2 separate regions of the Capsicum annuum genome follow, and region 1 is linked to region 2. Evidence: chromatin contacts called from public Hi-C data. All regions are on one chromosome and are shown on one strand. Each heading gives the region's core, a stretch centred on a gene start, on an enhancer-like site or on the middle of the called end of the contact. The rest is flanking DNA. Distances are from core to core; before and after follow the strand shown.

Region 1 (4,549 bases), core at 1,206-3,705, 230 kb before region 2:
ACAGTTCACAAAGTACAATACATCAATGTTGAAGCACATAGCATGGCTGCAAACTTGACAACAAAGGAAAATTAACTTCATATCAAAGAGTCTCAAGATCTTGCTACTAGTACAATACCTCATCAGAAAAGAGCAGTGATTTGGTATCAAGACCAACAAGGTGAAAAAGTCGTGGCGCTTGACGCTGCTTCAACGTTTTCCCTCTTGTCATATTCATCACAGGAACCACCACTTGAATTGTATCCGCATCTCCTCCTTCTTGCTCATTAGCCCTCGTCCTATTTTCCAACAACCAAGCATAGCAAATTGCTGCCACCATTGAGCTTGTACCTACAATATTTCAATTCACTCAGTGAATTAACCGAAACCAAAAGCCAAAACACACGATTTATCTATCAAAATTGGAAAAAAAAAATATCAGCTGGAATTAACTCAACTGTTGGAAGGTCCAGAGAGCACAATTTTGGCTTTCCCTTTTATCTTCCCACAAAAAATGTCGTTAATTTTGTCTCTCTGCTCCATCAAAAACCGATTCAATACCTGACTCTTCAAATCTTCCTCCTTGACTTTATCCCTATCCACATCGTTCTTCTGCAAAACCTTCTCGAAAGCAGACGTGGATGCGGAGATAGTTCTACGATGAGCTGACTCTACTAAATTCCTCGGAGGCGAAAGGATCCGATCGTCAGGGATCGAGCATGTAGTCGATGAAATCGATCTCCGATGAGCAGATTCAATGAGATTTTTGGGTGGAGAAAGTGGCTTGTCATCTAAAAAGTGTGATACATTGTCCGTTGAGACAGTGGCGGGAATTTTGAATGTTCGTTTTGGAGAGTTGTTAGACTGTGGCTGAGGTGCATTGGAGTTTGTATGGAACCGCGTTCGACGACTGATTGATTGGCGGGGTGGGAGGGTGAGCGGGGGTTGCTGCTCATTGTTGGGCTTGAGAGAAGTGGGCTCGAATGTGGGCCCATCATTTGGAGGTTTGAAGTTGTCCGAGATCCAATCATGAACGTTTGATGTGCTAGCTGAAGGAGGATTGTTAGACAGTTCTGATTTGTTGCGGTTGTGTTTTGCTGTTTTTGAGAGGATTTCTTCACTGATCCCCACTACTGATCTATGCCTGTTTTTCCAGCAAAGCAAATCTATTGTAAAGTATCACCATCTATATATGTATTATAAAACATAACTCGAAGCTAATTAGGTCAACCATCAAATGCTCCCTTGTCCTATCGGAATTATCACCATCTAATCAACTAGATGTGTTTAACTTTTAATACACTAGTTTTTGACACATGTTGCATACTTAGCGATCATAAACAGAAGAAAATGTCTTCAAGATTGGTTATTAAGGAAGTACTCCTTCTAATCCATATTAAGTGAACTTATGATACTTTTTTTTTCATTTTTGCCCTTTGTTTTAGTGAGGTTAACTATTACTTTACCTTTTCTAGGTGATAAGTTACACTACTTATAAAGTCATATTCATGACTTTCCTACTTTTAAGAATAAAGGACAGCCCGATGCACTGACTTGAACCCATGGAGGCAACTTTACCGGTTATTCTAAGGCTCCCCTTCCCTACTTTTAAGAATAGTTTGAAAATAATAAAAAGGGTAACAGTGAAAGTAATATTTAAATTGTGTTTTTCTTAAGGGGTGCGCATTACCCCCAAAAATTCACTTAATATGTACTAGAGGGAGTATAATATTAAGTTACCATGTATCTTTTCTGTACTTTGGTACAAACTTGTTAAGTTTGCTGGTAATATTTGTTGATTTCCTTTTCATTTGTTGTACTTTGATCATAGTCTGTACAATGCAATATTTGATTGTACGAAAAAAAAAAAAAAAGAGGGAGCGAGAAAGAACTTTAAACTTTGTTGTTCGGACTCTTCAAAAATGTCATATGGTGTGTGTCGGATCTTTCAAAAGTAGTACATTTTTTGAAGAATCTGAGCAACTTAGGCTTTAAATACCTTCTAGCAGATCTAGATAGGGGATCTCTGCCTTCAGTATGAGACTCTGCAATCCTAGCATGAGATGTTGCAAACCTAGGGGAAGTCACTAGCCGCCTTGGGGGTGACTCACTTCCACGACCAGGAGATGAAGCTACCATTTGCTTAGCTTCCTGAAGCCACTCCTGAGTTAATCTGCTGCTAACACTCCTTGTACTCGAGTCGAAATCATCATCATCGTCCATCGAATTAGTGTTAATTCCCTTCAGATTATACGATCTTTTATCCGGACCTGGTGTCCCGAAAAACATGTCATTCATAAAATCAGTCAAGTCAGGGACAGGACTAGCAGGCTTTCTGTTCTCTGCTATTATCCTCTGCAAGCTCTTTGAGGATCCTCTGCTTTCGTTTGACAGGTTCCTGTTGAATCTCTTCTCCATCGCGCAATTCTACTAGGGGAAGCGAATCTCCAGAACTAATGGAAATGCAGGAAAATCTTAGCTGAACATAGAGGAGGTGAGAAAGACAACATTGTAGAAACATAGCTAAAATAAATGATTAGAAAATGTTGTAGTAACATTTGGCCGGCACAAACGTTGTCTTTTCTTGGTGTAGCCTTGTGAAAATCCGCTTCTTTGGAGGTTTGCCCTGTCAAATATATAGGCGAATTCCAGGAAGTTGCAAAAAATGATAAATTCCTTCCTGTCCATTTCTATATAACTAGCTAGTAACAGTTACTTATGGCTGGGAGATCTTAATTAGTAATACACCATACAAGCTAGCAAAACCAAAGAGTTTTTTTTTTTTTTTTTGATTGTGGTGTTTAGACCTTTCGTGTACCTCAACTAATTTCACGAAATATCTACCACCTTCTATCAACAACGTGTACTAGGTAACTCTATTCATCAAAATTAGAACAGATGATGTGTATTTTGAGGAAAAAACATGGGTCCTTACATCGTCAAAGAAGAGCCATACCAATATCACCTTGATGTGAATATTGGATGTCACTTAGGCGGCTCAGCCAGAATATTCCACGAGATTATTAATCCCACCCTCCACGTGGGTTATAAAATAATCTCAAAATTAGTTAATACTTCAAATCAAACGTATAAATAAAGTTCATCTCAAATTTTATTTAAGGATTATTATCTTTTATATCACATTACCAAATGACTTAAAATTTAGATAACTAACCTCAAATAAAGAAACTTTGAAAAGAGTTTAGATAAATTAATGTTGATGGTAGAGAAAAACAAAAATTACATAAAGATAAATTTAATTCTCAGGTAGATACAGATATAGCTAGGGGTGTGCATCGATCAGTTCGGTTCGGTTTTATGTGTTATTGGTTTGATTTATCGATTTTCGATTTTTAAATATGTAAAACCAATAACCAACCCATAAGATATTTTCTTATCGGTTTCGGTTTATTGATTTTTGGTCCTTAACGGTTCGATTTTCGGTTTAACCAATAAGAAAATACTTATACAATAGAAATAGTAACAACTAACATAAAAAACGAAATCTTAGTTATCGCCAAAATCCTATGCAATGTATTTTAGTTTACAAAAATCTTCAAACTTAAACTGAATGTTAGTGCGAAAAAAAATTGAATCGTAATTATTGAAAGCTATAAATGCTTCAAGCTTTTCAATACGATAATAGCCGAGTTTTATATTGTGCCTTTGTTGCCCTGAATAGGTTAATACTTTGTAATCAGTGAATATAATAAATATATATATAGAGAGAGATTTATATATATAACATAAATAGGGATATAAAATAATAATTTAGTGTATCCTTATTGGGTCAGTAAGCTAAAACCGAAATCGAACTGTTTACCCAATAAAATTTTTTAGAAAACCAATAAGAAACCGTTAACCCAATAACCCAATACCAATAATCCATTATTATTTTTATCGGTTCAATTTATCGATCGATTCGATTTTTGCACACGGCTAGATATAGCTTAAAGCCTTAAATATAGGCTATGCAAATTGGTCGATCGGATACTATGATTGAAATATACACGCTAATGATCAGAGCGCGGGGATTTAACACTAATGATGAGCCAAACATATATGCACTCAATGGAGTATACTGCTGGAACTACTTTCCCAGAATTAGTAACTTGAATATCATCAGAATTTAGTGGAAGCAATAGGATAACCAACTTTGGACTTAATTGGGCAAGAGGATGAAGCAGTAAAGTATGGGCCTCTTAGCCAGCACTTTGTTTGAGCTGGGTTATGGGAAAGCCCAATTTATTTGGCATTTTGTTGTAAAGATTCATGGGTTTTCTAATTTGGACACTGTATACCTATCTTGGAAGTAATTACACATATCCTACTTTTTAATTACTTTATTCTCTCTCTATTAATATACATATACATAACATTTTATGTATATATTGAGATTTTTGTAATATATTTAGAGAGTTGAAATTTTTTGTAATATTAGAAACATAAGTTGTGTATTTGTGTAATTTTTAGTTTAACTTATACCTACTTTTCAAAGCTTTTTGTGTGTCTACTCTACGCAATTCGGAACAACTTCAGCTATGCGGTATTTGGTTTGATAAAGCCTCAC
Region 2 (4,246 bases), core at 1,317-3,816:
GGGTATGTGTGTACCTCTGGAAATCCAGCTTGATCAAGAATCGCTCGCACGTTCTCTGACATGAAATCTACACCTAATACAGATATAAATTGACATCCAGATTTTGCCATATTGACAGCTGAATCTGCCATGACCAAAGAATCAGATATATGTATATGGGGCCAAAACTTCTGCGCTTCAGTAAGAACACCTTGCACCTCAGGGTCCATGTAAAAATGAGCAACCACTCCAATTTTCTTCTCTTTTAGCACATTGACAAGTTCTTGGACCCTTGACTCATCAGGAAATAAGAACCTCGCCTGCAATTACACTAGAAATGAACTTAGGACTAGGAAGTTCGATGTCACCAGTATAAAAGAACAGCATCAATGACAAACTCCACATCCTGCCCAAACAGAAAGAGAGGACAAACTTCCGAGTAGTTGTTAAATACAAGGGCTAAATTTATGTTAATACGAGGCATCAACAATATTTACAACTTCTTTTTTCAATCAAATGTAAGTCTGTTCACAAAGTGAATCAGTGAATCTTTCTTTCTTACTTTTGCTATAACGTGGATCTCTCTTTTCTCCTTGTTCAATAAACATGGATGAGCAATATAAACTGGTTGTGTCTCGAATACATATGGGACCTCACTAAATTTACTTCTATAACAAATGAAAGTTAATAGTCTAGGACAAAATAAATGTTGAACAAGTATTTCCTAGTTGCCAAAAATTGGCCATGAGATATAGAATTCAGTTCACAACAAAGTTATGAGACACTAAAGCTTTAAATGTCAAGTCCCATTATGTCTTTCACTTTTTCCTCCTATATAATTCCCTAATACATCCTTGTGGTAAGTAAGGCGAGGTAAGGCTGCGTACACTACACCCTTGTTGTGGGAACCATTCCCAGACCCTACGCATAGCGGGAGTTTTAGTGCACCGGACTGTTTTTTTTAAAGAAAATAATTCCTTAGTTGTTTCAAGAAGGTTAATACATAACAGCTAAATTGGCATAGCCACATAGTGAAGGTCAATTCGAAAACCATGCTCCTTCCGCCCTATTTTAGGTGGCACCCTTTAATTCCTTTTTAGTCTGTACCAAAAAAAATTACCTTATTATAATTAGAAGCAATTTAACGTTGAAACTTCTCTTTTATCCGCAATGAAATGATTTACAACCACACAAATATGTAATATAGATTTAGACCATAAATTTCAAAAGTTTCTTTTTTTTTCTTTAAACATCGTCGGAGGCAGGGAGGGGCATATCCAGGATTTCGAGAGGACCGGTGCACTATTATGAAAATAGTTCGAGCGTGGGTTCACAAATCCATATTTAAATAATTTTAGAAAAATATAACACTACTTGTATATGATCTAGGGAGGGGAGAATGTGTTGGCGTGAACCCAGTGACCCGGGAGCATCGTATATATCAGAAATTAAATGAACTATTTAGGTCACAAATTGCTTTTTAGCAAAAATTCTAGTTTCGCCACTGGGAAGAGGGAACAGAAAGAGCACCTGGGACTCAGCATAACTCCCTTTAGGTTGAATACCATCAGCAGTCACTACTAGAGACGGGAAGGGCCCGCTCCGCGGCCTCCCTTGGCTCTCCGCTACAACAGCCCTTGTTCTTTTCTGCATGCTGACCAACACATTATGCCATGTATTCACCCTAGATGCAGATCCTTTCCCGTTCAACCCGACAACATTCAAACCATTTAAATCCTCCGTCTTCAACGCCAACACTTCACCCGGAGCCGCCCCATCAAGCATCCAAACCAAACACGCGCAAAACCCTTTGGTCATCTCCGAATCACTGTCAGCTAAGAATCTCATTTTCCCTTCCTCATCTATACTCACATGCAGCCACACCTGCGCAGTACAACCTGGAACTCGATTCTCCGTTGTTTTAAGAGACGCATCCATGGGAGGGACAAGTGCTGCGTAGTGCAAGAGACGCTTCACGCGATCGATTGATTCGACAAGTGATTTGAATTCTGAAATCAGAAGCTTTAGCTTCGTTGAAGAAGAAGAGGAGGAAGAAACATCGGAATGGGAAGGAAAAGAAGTTACGGCTGAACATGTAAAGGTTGAATTGGAGGGCTTCTGTATGCATTTTACGAGTGGCTTAAAGGTAGAAGGCAGTGAAAAAACAGAAAATGGTGCTCTCGTAATGGGTTTGGCAGTAGAAAGTGGAGATGGGGTTTTGGAAAAAGAAGATACCATGGCTAAATTTGCGGCATCCATAACAGAATTGTGATAGAAAGAAGAGGGAGAGAGAGAGAGGAGAAAACGGCCGGGGGGGGGGGGGGGGGGGGGGGAAGGAAGAAGAAGGTGAGAAATGAAAAGGTTGTGTTCTCGAAGTGCGGGTAAAGTGGCGGTAGGGAAAAATGGATTTTGTATGGGGCGTGCACAAGAGAGATGGGGAGCGAGGGAGCAGGGCCTTGGAATTAATAGTGTGTGTGGGGGGAGGGGATGTGGCGAAATACCCACCGAATCACCCGCGAAAATTGTAAGCACAAATACCAGTATCTATAATGACTCTTTTTGTCAAGTTGACTCCTAACTACAGCCGTCAATACCGGCTGGTTCATTCTGTCTGTAATTTAATAGAATTAAATTTTAATTTTTACAGTTTATTTAAGAAGAAGATTTTTTAGTTCGGTTCATATAAGTTCGTAACTTATAAGGCTTGAGCAATATGAATTGAGCTAATTCATAGGTCAGTTCGTAAATTAAATGCATGAAATTATTTAGATTGTTTTTTAGTATTTTTATTATATAAATAACATAAATAACAATTCTTTTGAAAGTAACTATACACTATTCCACTTTTTTAATTATTTTACTCTCTCTCCCTATTAATATACATAACATAGTCGATATATATATAACATTTTATGTATATATTGGGATTTTTGTAATAAATTTAGAAAATTGGAAATTTTTTATAATATTGAAAACATACGTTGTGTATTTGTATAATTTTTAGATTTTTATTTGACTCAAAAGATATCATGTCAAAAGTTATTTAATTTCGTTGTTAGGAGTATTTTTTAAGGTGTTGGGGATTTGATTAATAAGTATTAACACTATAAAATATTGTCTGATAATATGTATATTTATTAATATTCTAGAATTAAATTATAAAATATAATTTTTTAAAAAAGTGAGCTGGCTCGTGAGACTCGCAGCCCACAGAGTAATGGTGTGGACTTGATGTTTTTTGATTCATTATTTTGATGGGTCAGCCTCACTTGATCCGTCAAACTCAACGCTCGTGTGGGCTAACTCGGATGGGCTGAGCCGACCCGTATTGACAGCTCTATTCCTGACAACATAATTCCTCTGTCTCATTTTATGTGTCAATTATTTTCTTTTTGGTCCGTCTAAAAAAGAATGTCACTCTTTTTTATTTGATAATTATTTAATGATATCATTTTCATTTTATCTTTAGTAGGTTCCACTTATTAAAAAAAAAACTACTAAAAAGTAAACATTAACAGAAAATTTTATAAATTTTATAAAATCATCACTTATTTTTTAAATTTTATGCCCGATTAACTAATGACATATAAAATGGAACGAAGATAGTACTAACTTTTGACAAAGTAGTAAACTTGTTATCCACAAAATTAAGTTAGATACATTCTTAGGGGTCGTTTCACTGGCAACGTATTAATTATTTTAGGGTTAACTATTTTAGACATGTTATTCTCTCTCTCTATATATATATATAATAAATTATTTTAAAATTAATTAATACCTCCAATTAAATGTAAGATACAATAATTCTATATTTTATTTCAAAATTATTATACGACCTCACAGCAATAACATTTATTATGGTGATAAACTCTTTATAAAATTACTTCTCTACAATAGCATACTCAAATATTATGTAAATATATTTTATAAAAGTTTATTGTATGTACATAGTAATATATCAAAATATTTGTGATAATCATTATTAATGTCATGGACACAGTAACTTTTAAGCTACGAATATTTAATTTAAGAAAGAAATAATATTTAAAAATGATGCACATCAATTATTTCATAACTCCATGAGGAAAGAGTTATTAATGTTTGTCTTGTTATACCTATGTTCTTTTTAATTTTATTTATACACAACAACTAAATGAGATCTGGACGTCAAATATTAATACGTATATATAAATCATTTCTTAATAGCAGCAATGATTGCTACTATAAAGAGATTTGATTAAGTACTTTCAAAGAAGTTGGATTGAAC

Evidence for each region. Hi-C and Micro-C count contacts between places; a contact is called where the count stands out from the background.
Region 1: a Hi-C map of leaf shows a contact between it and region 2, with 2.7 times the contacts expected there. The contact joins the promoter of LOC107865990 here to the promoter of LOC107862603 in region 2. A contact is called at or near these places in 2 of 5 Hi-C or Micro-C datasets (leaf and placenta).

What each region holds. Positions count from the first base shown.
Region 1 is chr3:245,565,514-245,570,062 of UCD10Xv1.1, reverse strand. It overlaps LOC107865990, which reads right to left and starts at 2,455. Exons shown (of 9, transcript XM_016712173.2): 1 at 1,979-2,455; 2 at 438-1,123; 3 at 119-330. The coding sequence starts at 2,397.
Region 2 is chr3:245,331,468-245,335,713 of UCD10Xv1.1, reverse strand. It overlaps LOC107862603 (quinolinate synthase, chloroplastic), which reads right to left and starts at 2,566. Exons shown (of 7, transcript XM_016708235.2): 1 at 1,510-2,566; 2 at 15-299. The coding sequence starts at 2,238.